2 separate regions of the Danio rerio genome follow, and region 1 is linked to region 2. A link is a contact called in public Hi-C data. All regions are on one chromosome and are shown on one strand. The core of a region is the stretch at or near the end of the contact, and the rest is flanking DNA. Distances in the headings are between cores, read along the strand shown. Region 1 overlaps dlg3 (discs, large homolog 3 (Drosophila)). Region 2 overlaps tex11 (testis expressed 11).

The links. Hi-C and Micro-C count contacts between places; a contact is called where the count stands out from the background.
Region 1: a Hi-C map of embryo shows a contact between it and region 2, with 2.4 times the contacts expected there. The contact joins two enhancer-like sites. A contact is called at or near these places in 4 of 18 Hi-C or Micro-C datasets (caudal fin, embryo, skeletal muscle and 1 more) and 1 of 4 datasets of contacts at active chromatin or transcription factors (caudal fin).

The regions. Positions count from the first base shown.
Region 1 is chr14:37,752,318-37,757,325 of GRCz12tu, forward strand. The region is part of intron 2 of dlg3 (discs, large homolog 3 (Drosophila)); the gene reads right to left. Among named protein-coding and RNA genes, the nearest start is that of dlg3, 10 kb to the right of the region's middle. Within about 2 kb of position 2,889, at least 27 of the 62 cell types and tissues checked have an H3K27ac peak or open chromatin away from gene starts, as enhancers often do.
Region 2 is chr14:37,611,359-37,616,150 of GRCz12tu, forward strand. tex11 (testis expressed 11) reads left to right here. Exons shown (of 31, transcript XR_012389866.1): 25 at 48-197; 26 at 1,585-1,693; 27 at 1,807-1,927; 28 at 2,289-2,456; 29 at 4,339-4,445. Among named protein-coding and RNA genes, the nearest start is that of tex11, 17 kb to the left of the region's middle. Within about 2 kb of position 1,918, at least 3 of the 62 cell types and tissues checked have an H3K27ac peak or open chromatin away from gene starts, as enhancers often do.

The DNA of each region.
Region 1 (5,008 bases), core at 1,639-4,138, 140 kb after region 2:
GTGGGGAGCCGGCTGGGCTGGAGACCAGAGGGGAGCCGGCAGGGCAGGGAGCCGGGCTGGGGCCGGCTGGACAAGACGTCTGGGTGGCGCCGGCAGGGCAAGGAGCCGGGCTGTGGCCGGCAGGGCAAGACGCCTGGGTGGCGCCGGCAGGGCAAGACGCCTGGGTGGCGCCGGCAGGGCAAGACGCCTGGGTGGCGCCGGCAGGACGAAGAACCGGGCTGGGGCCAGCTGGGCAAGACGTCTGGGTGGGGCCGGCAGGGCAAGACGTCTGGGTGGCGCCGGCAGGGCAAGACGTCTGGGTGGCGCCGGCAGGGCAAGACGTCTGGGTGGCGCCGGCAGGGCAAGACGTCTGGGTGGCGCCGGCAGGGCAAGACGTCTGGGTGGCGCCGGCAGGGCAAGGAGTTGGGCTGGGGCCGGCAGGGCAAGATGTGTGGGTGGCGCCGGCAGGGCAAGAAGCCGGGCTGGTGCCGGCAGGGCTAGACGTCTGGTTGACGCCGGCAGGGCAAGGAGCCGGGCTGGGCTTCATCCGGGTGCTACGGTTTCCCCCACAGTCCAAAGACATGCGATATAGGTGAACTGGGTCGGCTAAATTGTCAATGTATGAGTGTGAATGAGTGTGTATGGATGTTTCCCAGAGATTGGTTGCAGCTGAAAGGGCATTCGCTGCGTAAAACATGTGCTGGATAAGTTGGTGGTTCATTCTGCTGTGGCGACCCCGGATTAATTAAGGGACTCACCCGAAAAGGAAATGAATGAATTTTGTCACTGTTTTGGGGCACAGTAGCATATAGATGTCCTTAAGACTAACATACTGACCATAATCTCTAAGAAACTTTATTTTGATTTCACTGGAACTTTAATTTTTGAAAATAAAAACATGCAGTACAAACTGCAGCTTTAATTCCATGAATTTACCAATTTCATTCAATGTCTTTTCATGTGTAAACAGAATAAAAATACTTTTTTGAAAGCGTGCTTTGTTATTACTATTTAAATGGGTGGTCCACTACAATATCTTATTTTAAACTTTAGTTAATGTGTAATGTAGCCGTGTGAACATGAACAACATCTCTGAATGAAATATGCTCAAAGTTCAATGAGAGACAAGGGAGACGTTCGCTTTTACAGAGTTAGCTTAGCAAAGCCTACAGCGAACGAAGTTTGAGGACTACAAAAAAATACATCCGGGTTAATGAAATCATAACCCTTCAGGTTACATGCATTCACCACACGCATACAACAAGCGCAACGAAGGAGCATAGCCAGAGGTGCTGTAATGTTATAGCAGAGAAAGCTAAAATGCCATCCAAACGCTGCTATTATTCCCAGAGCTTCTTCTGTTTCTGTATTTGGGCTTCCAAAAGACATGACACAAAGAGAAACGTGCTCACAATTTAACTTAATTATGTTCCAGAGAATTATAAAAAATATATAGCTCCAGTATTTGACAAAAGACAGCTTCCAGAATCTCTCCCAGTTCAGTGCTGGACTTGGCTAAAAATTCCTCCAACCGTCGAAGCTGTGGATTGTGAGCCACAACCTGTACGTAAGTATTTTTATTTGTTAAAATTGATCTATTGCATGCACAGTTTCTAGCGTTAACGGTATGTTGTAGCGAGAAAGTAAACAAGGACGTACAAAATGGGAAATTATGTTTGGCACCGTTAACAATTTAGCTACAAATTCATATTAATCTGTTAAAACGGCTGTTAACACCCACAATCTTCAGCAGCGCTGCAGTGTCTCTCTATGCGGACGTTTTCCCTGCGTTCTACATCTCAAATAACCATCTCGCAAAAGATATGTGAACGTTTCATATTAGTTACACATGCTTATTCCAAATATATGTGACAGATCTTGTGTGATTTTATTTTAGAGAGCCTGCGTGAGGTTCAGCTGCATGCTCTTCATTTTCTGTCTGATTCAGCAACTGTTTACACAGCGCTAAACACATGCTTGTAGGGGTGTGACGTGGTGAAGTGGAGCCGATCTGCAAATCACAGCACATTATGTTAGCACACCAACCAGAGCCTCTTGTGAGCAGGCCTTTCGGCGGAACTAGGAAATATGACAGTCATTTTCATGTAAGCAGAGTAGCTGTATAGAATCAAAGTAAGGTATATGAAAAAATAATGTGTTTTCTATAACTGAAGCATGAGCATGCATCTTATAGACAACCACCCTTAAAAATACACTGTGGACACCCTTTAAAACCATGTTTATTATTTATAGCACTAATATGGTGTTAATTTGATCCCAAAACATTTAATCTGCAGAAGTTATTTCTGCGTTACAATCATGACACCACTGATGACAGTTCTAACCAGTATGGTTCAAATCGTGATGTGTGATACACAGTTGGGAAACAATCGTGACTAGCTAGCTAGTCATCTAGCTAGTAAATCACATCAATGGTCATGCCCCTAAAACACCCCTTTCCTCCTCGAATCAGAACGTTTTGTTTCTTTACCCCAGCCTTTCCTACCAAGTGTACGTCTTACCTCATTACCTCTCAGGTCACTAACTGTCGTGGCCTGTGGTCACCAACAGAGGGGCGACCGGCTGATGAGAATGGAGGGAGACAATACTACTGATGTCACCCACACTCCCACGTTGGCCCACAGCCTGCACTAATAACATAATGAGATGCTTGTTACCTCGCTGCGCCTTTGAAGCAGAACGCGCTCTCAGCCCCCTTTGCACTAGAAGAAACGAGCGAGTCTTTTTTAAGACTGAAGAAAAAAGAGCTGGAGAGAAAAGCAACTCTTTTTTGGAGAGATATGCTGTGAACTTGGACGGGCGGCGCATGCGGATGGTGTGTGTGAGGGGGCTGTTAGGGGCAGTAATGGAGTCCCACTTGGGTGCAGCGGGAAAGACAGTAGAAGAATGGGGCGATGTGACTCATCATGGCTGTGTCTGTGTGAGCCTGTGCGAGTGGGAGGAGAACAGTGTGTGGGAAGCGGTTTCATCGCCTGGCTGGCCAGAGCCAGATGAGAAAGCCAGAGAACAGAGAGAAGAAAGCGAGCGGCGGGGAAAGTAAACTGAAACGTGGAGTCTTCCGCTAAATGCAGCGTGATTATAAAACATGCAGCTGTATGATGAATGGAAATGTGTAAGTGTGTCAGACAGAAACACCTCCTCGTTTAGTAAAGCTATCTTCAATGTCTTTGAAGATGTGTGATGAAATATGTGCTCATCGAAGAGACCTTTCCCCTCAAAATGCATGATCAGGTCAGGTCATATTTGTAATGATTTATTTGGGATTATTATTGTTTATCTCAGCATTTAAGCCAAGGGATAGATCACACAAAAATAAAATTTTACTCATGTACTCAACTTAAAACCTTTTTAAGTTTTATTCTGTTGAACAAAAGAATTTTACTTATTTTGAAGAAAGCTGAAAATGGGTAACCATTGAAATCCATAGTAGGAAAAACTAATTCTATAGAAGTCAGTGGTTAAAGGCTTTCAGATTTCCTCAAATTATATTCTTTAGTCTTCAACAGAAGAAAGAAAGTCACACAGGTGTGGATTAAGTAGATGATGACAGAACTTTTAGCTATGGTTGAACTACCCCTTTAAAAAAGTCTAATTTTACAAACGTTTTGGGCCAGATGCTAATGGTCTAATCTGATTTAATGATCTATGCTAAGCTAAGCTAAAAGTGCTTCCGCCAAGATCAGCTAATTGTATTCAAAACTGGTAAAACTCAACTGTTTAACTCTAGGGGAGTTGTATGATAAACCTATTTCCAAAAAAGGCCAGTGTTCCTTTAAATCTCATGGATGTTATAGTATGTGCAGCTAAATGATTCTGTACAATGTGCTAACATATCGTGATATATGAGTACATTTATTACTGACAAAGTTCTGCTGAAATTATACTTTTGTTTTCCCCGTTCCAGCAGAATGTTCCCAATGCCAAGTAAATCCTAAAAGACCACATAAATTCCTGGCCACTGTACAAAAAACACACAGTCCTTTTGCTTAACTACACAGACCTCTCCACAGAATCATTTTTACACAACTGCTCTCCTTTTCACTGGGTTCACCTCATTTCATAGTCAGCATTAGTTTGACACATGGTTAGTGGAAAAGTGAGTTTCAACACTCAGCTGTTATGTTCAAAAAGGTCTTTCTACGGTTGCTCATAAACAAAATCTAAACAAATTTGTAAAGTTCAAAACAGCACACTAAAGCAGGTCGCACACCAGAAGCGACGCTCGGCGGCGCGGCGCGCAGCGCCACGTATTTTAGAATTCTAATCATAGGTTTCTATCAGGATACACACACCGGCGCCGCAAGTCGGCGGCTGTCGGCGGCGCCCGGCGACGGCTCAGGACGCAGTTCATTTTTCAGCCGCGCCACAGAGCGCCATCTGATTAGTTTCATGTTAAATATCATTCGAATGTGCGCGTCTGGTGTGCGATACTTTAATCTGTCATGTACGCGCCGTGTCGCGGCGCCGAGCGGCGCTTCTGGTGTGCGACCTGCTTTAGAGTTCATTCATAGGACACTGTAAAACAAACTAAATAATTTCTACAGTATTTTGCAGTGTAAATTACATGCATTATACTTTTTAACATATGGTGAAGTCATTTATACAACTGCTGAGATCTCTCAGCACCTTGAGTCACTTTCATGAGGGACCACGCAAGCAACAAGCATTTACCATATGTTTAGATGATCATTGTGATTTAGATCTTCCACTGTGTACACACACACATATACATAATTAATTCATATATCTATGGAATTTCTAAGAGATTTCTTAAAATTTCTCAGTTTCTCTGGATCAGTTTCTTGCAAATTTCAACTAAAATTTTAGTTAGTAATTTTTTTATATATTTTACTTTGATTTGTGACATACAATGACAATTCATCTAAAAAAAACTTTTCACTAGTGAGGAATAAATATTCCACCATTGGCTTGTGCTGTCCAAAAATAAAGAAAAACATGTCTGCACACATGTTATTTGTTATTTTGACTAATTGTTATTTTATTCTAA
Region 2 (4,792 bases), core at 668-3,167:
TTAACAAGGACCATAATCACTTTTTTTACATGTTGTTTCTTCATTAGGCATTTCTTCTCAAGACAAAACAGACTCATTATTGCTGCTCTATGAGTTTGAGGCTCGGGCCAAATTAAATGATCCAAAACTGGAGACTGTGCTTGAATCAGTTTTGGAGCTGGATAACATCGAGACCAAGCTGTTAGAAGTGATCGCAGGTCAGCTTCTCAAGACATAACCCTCTAATGCAGTGGTCTCAAATTTAATTCCTAGAGGGCCGCAGCTCTGCATAGTTTAGTTCCAACCACCTCAAAATCACACCAGCTGAACATTCTCTAGTAGTCTTGAACACCTTGATTATTTGGATCAGCTGTGTTTGATTAGGGTTGGAGCAAAACTGCAGAGCTGTGGCCCTCCAGGATTTTGAGACCTCCAGGATTTTGAGACCTATGCTCTAATGGATAATCAACTATTGGCTCTGTGTATGGATATACTCTACTATTCAAAAGTTTGGAGTTGTTTTTGTTTTAAATCATACTTTAATTCATTTATTTTCTTTCAGCTTAGTCTTTGATTTATCAGAGGTAGTCAAAATAGAATGAACAACCAACTATTCCAGCATATGTTTTAAACAGCAGGAACACAGTACTGGGAAACCTCCATACATTCTCACATTCACACACGCACTCATAAATTACGACAAATTTTATTCACCCAATTCACCTGTAGCGCATGTCTTTAGACTAGAGATGCCCAAACTAGGGCCTGCGGGCCAAAATTGGCCCATGATAACCTGTGATTTGGCCCACCATCCCATCTGAGAAGAGAGTAAGAATGATGGGCAGGGCTGGAGTCTTTTACAGAGATCCTCGTTTCTAATTTAATGTAAGCTTTTTTTGTTTGTTTTTATTGCTAAGCTACAAAAAAGCAAACTGAAATGAAGTGCTGTGACTGAATCAGATTTAAAAATATAAAAACTGACACTCCTCAGATACAGGACAATGCAGAAGACATTGGTGAGCAAATCGAGGCAAAAACAGGTGCAGCTTGAGTATTGTTATAAGTTCATTACACAATTAAAAAATCTATATTTTATTAGTTAATATAAATCAATGTTTATAGTTATTTTTAATTAATCATACAGTTGATTCTCTGTACAATTCTATCCATTAAAGTTTAAAACTCCTAAAAAAATTTTTTTTAAAAATGCAAATACAAATCCATCAGCGTTTCATTTCTGCCACCCCTGGGGGGATTATGTTATATTAAACACACAGCACATTGATTTTATGGCACCAGATTAAACCTTCTGACACCTTTACAGCACTCACGTACATTAAAAATAAACACAAGCCACAAATGAACATGGAGGATTGTCTCCAAGTGGCGTTCTCCAAAATTAAATGATGATTAGATTTGGACCTATTGGTATGTGTGGGCCAGTGTGTACGATTTATACAGCATATTTAAACCACCTCAGAGGATACTGGGGGTCACAAGTCACTGGCATTGTAATTTTAAGGGTTGTGAGCTAAAAACTTTGGGAACCCCTATTGTACAAAACGGCTGGATCTGATCTGATAGTTCTGTTCTTTGTGTCTACAGTGCTGGCAATGGAACCACCAGCCCATTACCCGGTACTTTGTAAGAAAGCACTGAAGATCGCTCTGTCTCTGCACAGAAAACAACCACAGGTGGACCTCATGCGCTGCAGGTCAGACGAGCTCAGTGTTTGCTACTTACACAATGACACATAACAAAAGACATTAAACTGTTTCTCATGTGACACACACCTTATACTCATGTGTGTGTGTGTGTATGTGTTAGTAACTGTTTACACAGCCTGATTCAGCTGAGCCTGCCGAACGGTGTGTCCGAGGTTCAGCCTTGCGTGTTGGAGGAAGTGTGGGGCTACTATGAGGAAGCTCTTTCCCTCATAGCAACTGCAGTGAGTTGGTTACGGTGACTCAGCAGGCATCACACACGACCCGCTGCAGCTCAGCCCCGCAATTATCCCCATCTTTGAAAGAATCTCCTGTTTCTGTCAATGGGCTTTTAGTTATGCCTCAGTTAGCAGATGCTCCATTCACCAGCCTCTTCCTGCCAATTTGGATGCTAATTTGAAGATCTCGCCTGTATCTTTTATCTTGGACTAGCGTTGCAGAAAACTTGCATAAGCATCAGGCTGCTATTCTCAATTCATGACCTTCAAGACACCATTGATATTGAATAGCATTCTATAATTCTGCAGCTATAATTACAGCGTTTAGACCAAACCATTCCTCCATCATATCTCTTTTCTATCACAGACCGAGGACTTTCCGGAGTTGGAGATCCTGTGGCTGCTGACCCGAGCGTGGAATACAGGAATCCTGCTCTACAGTCTGGCCCAATACCCTGAAGCAGAGAGGTGGTGTGGGCTGGGAATGAGCTTCTTGAGGTATCTGGGCTCTCTGCAGGACAGCTATCAAACTCAGGTATGTGCCTCTCGCTGTACAGCCATTTGAACACTCGGCACAAGGTGACACATTTCACTGCCACAATCCCAAACGCCACACCTCACCTGTCTAAACTTGTTCCTGGCAGACTTCACCCTCAACCATAAATAAAACCTGTGTCGGGTCTTTACAACGTGAAGGCCGGTGTGTTGGAGATAAACTCAGGATGTTGGCCTTCCAGGAGCCATGCATTCAGCAATTTATCTTCCACAAAGGTCTTCACAAGTGCCCCCAATACACTGCTTTGTGCCCTTAAAGGAATAGTTCACCCAAAAATGAAATTAACTCACCATTTACTGTTTCAAGAGGTTCCAAACCTTTATGAGTAAGTCCTTTTTCTGTCGAAAACAAAAGATGATATTGCGAGAAACGTTAGAAACCTTATTGGTTTTAGTTTTGAAATGATGTTTTAGATTGAAAACAATCTGCGTCCACACTGACGTTTCACTTAGCAGTTCTGAAAAGATCTCCGTCCACACTACACGGCTGAAAACGCACATCACGTTATCACACACACTCTGGAATGTGGAGATCTGAGCTCCAGGCAGTCAGCGAGTGCTTTGAGCTCATCTACCCAGGTGGGAGCAGTGCACGTCGGACAGTTCATCAAGGATATATCGCTGGATCTCATCTCACTAAAGTTGTTAAATGTAATATTTAATTCATCTTGTCTCTATCTAACGCCTCTTTGGTCTTTTGAATATATTACTTGTTCTCAGGTAACGTGTTTTGGCTGAGCACAAAGATAAGTTAATATGTTTATTTATGTACCCTTGTACACTGATTCTGCACATTTGACTTACTGCTTGCCTTTATTTCCTATATTGTATAAACTTATTGAAAATTATACTTTTATTTATTATGATTATTATCAATTGATATTCAGTAAGAGACGGCATGTTCGTATTTTTCAATGAAAATGAAAGGAGGCAGTAATGTTATAGGCTTCATTTTGTTATAAATATACATACAATGAAGACGACACTCATATAAATATGTAGCTACACGACGCCTCAACATTTTTGCTGTCTTGTAGGTTTCGAATATCATAATGAAAATAGGCAGTTCCTAATATCATGTTTTCAATTTATTGTAAAGAAAGTGAAACAACGTACACAAGGTGATGTGAATGAGGTTGTAAAGTACACTGTTCCCTTTGATGATTTATCCGATGTGTCCTCGGGAGTTTGTTTTCCATATCAAACTTGCGGAGTTTGAACAGAAGGATGCAAGACTGAACTTAATATTACTTAATATTGAGAAAAAGGCCCAATCAGAGAGGAGAATGTCTGCAGCCATGCCTCCGTTTTTAGATGTCTCCGTTTTCCCCCATCCACATTGACACGGAGCAGCAGTGCTTTAAAACCAAATTGGCCTCTTCAGCATTTCCAAAATGCTCCGTTTTCGGGCCTTGAATACTCTAGGGTAGGATGGACGAAACCATAGCAAAATGTATGCATTTTAAAACTAAAACCTATTGGTGTAAACAGGGTCTTAGAAAATTCAGTTTTGGGTGAACTGTCCCTTTAATTAGTACTTTTATCTGATCAGCAAAGCCAGAGCAAGGGTTTAAGGTAACAGTTGGGAATAGGCCATGTTTGCTTCATACTCTCAAGTAAAGCTTTTTCAGCCCCTCAGTGGGTCATTTGATAGGCGCAGAAAGGCTGGTTTCAGCCATGTGGGCAAAAAGTTTCTTGCAGTAGGGAAGTTTAGTTCAACCAGTCGAGTTTGGCAGTGATTAATTCATCCTGAGTTCTAGGAATTCACAAGATAATAATCATTAAAAACGTTTTGTTCATGCGGTTTGGTAAAAGACAAGGCGGCAAGGTGTGAATAAAATAGCTGAAATGTGTCTCCCCAGATGGCGGGTCTGTACAGTGAGGTGTTGGACAGGCTGGATAAAGCCAAGAAGAATCTCATTATTGAGGAATGAATGATGGCGGATTCAGTCGCAGATGGAGATCTCAGGTCTGACGGCACGTGTTTAATATGTAGTGTGAATTTCTCCGAGATGCTAAGAGATGTACAATTCATCTGAGGGTTTGTTTGCACAGTTATAAAATGGTTCCAAAAGTTGCATTAATTTAATCTGAAGTATTTAATTGGCAGGTTTATTTTATTACCTGTCATCCGCTTATCTGTTTGAGCTGTCCTGGGTTGAAACATATGCATTGCGATACAAAACAAATAAAAATGCATGCATTGAAATCGTAACAGAGTCACATAGTTTATTTCCAAACAAATAAACTCTTGTCCAGTCCAAAAAGAAAAAAGAAAAGAAAAACAAAATCAACATAAAACAAAATAATAGTAAA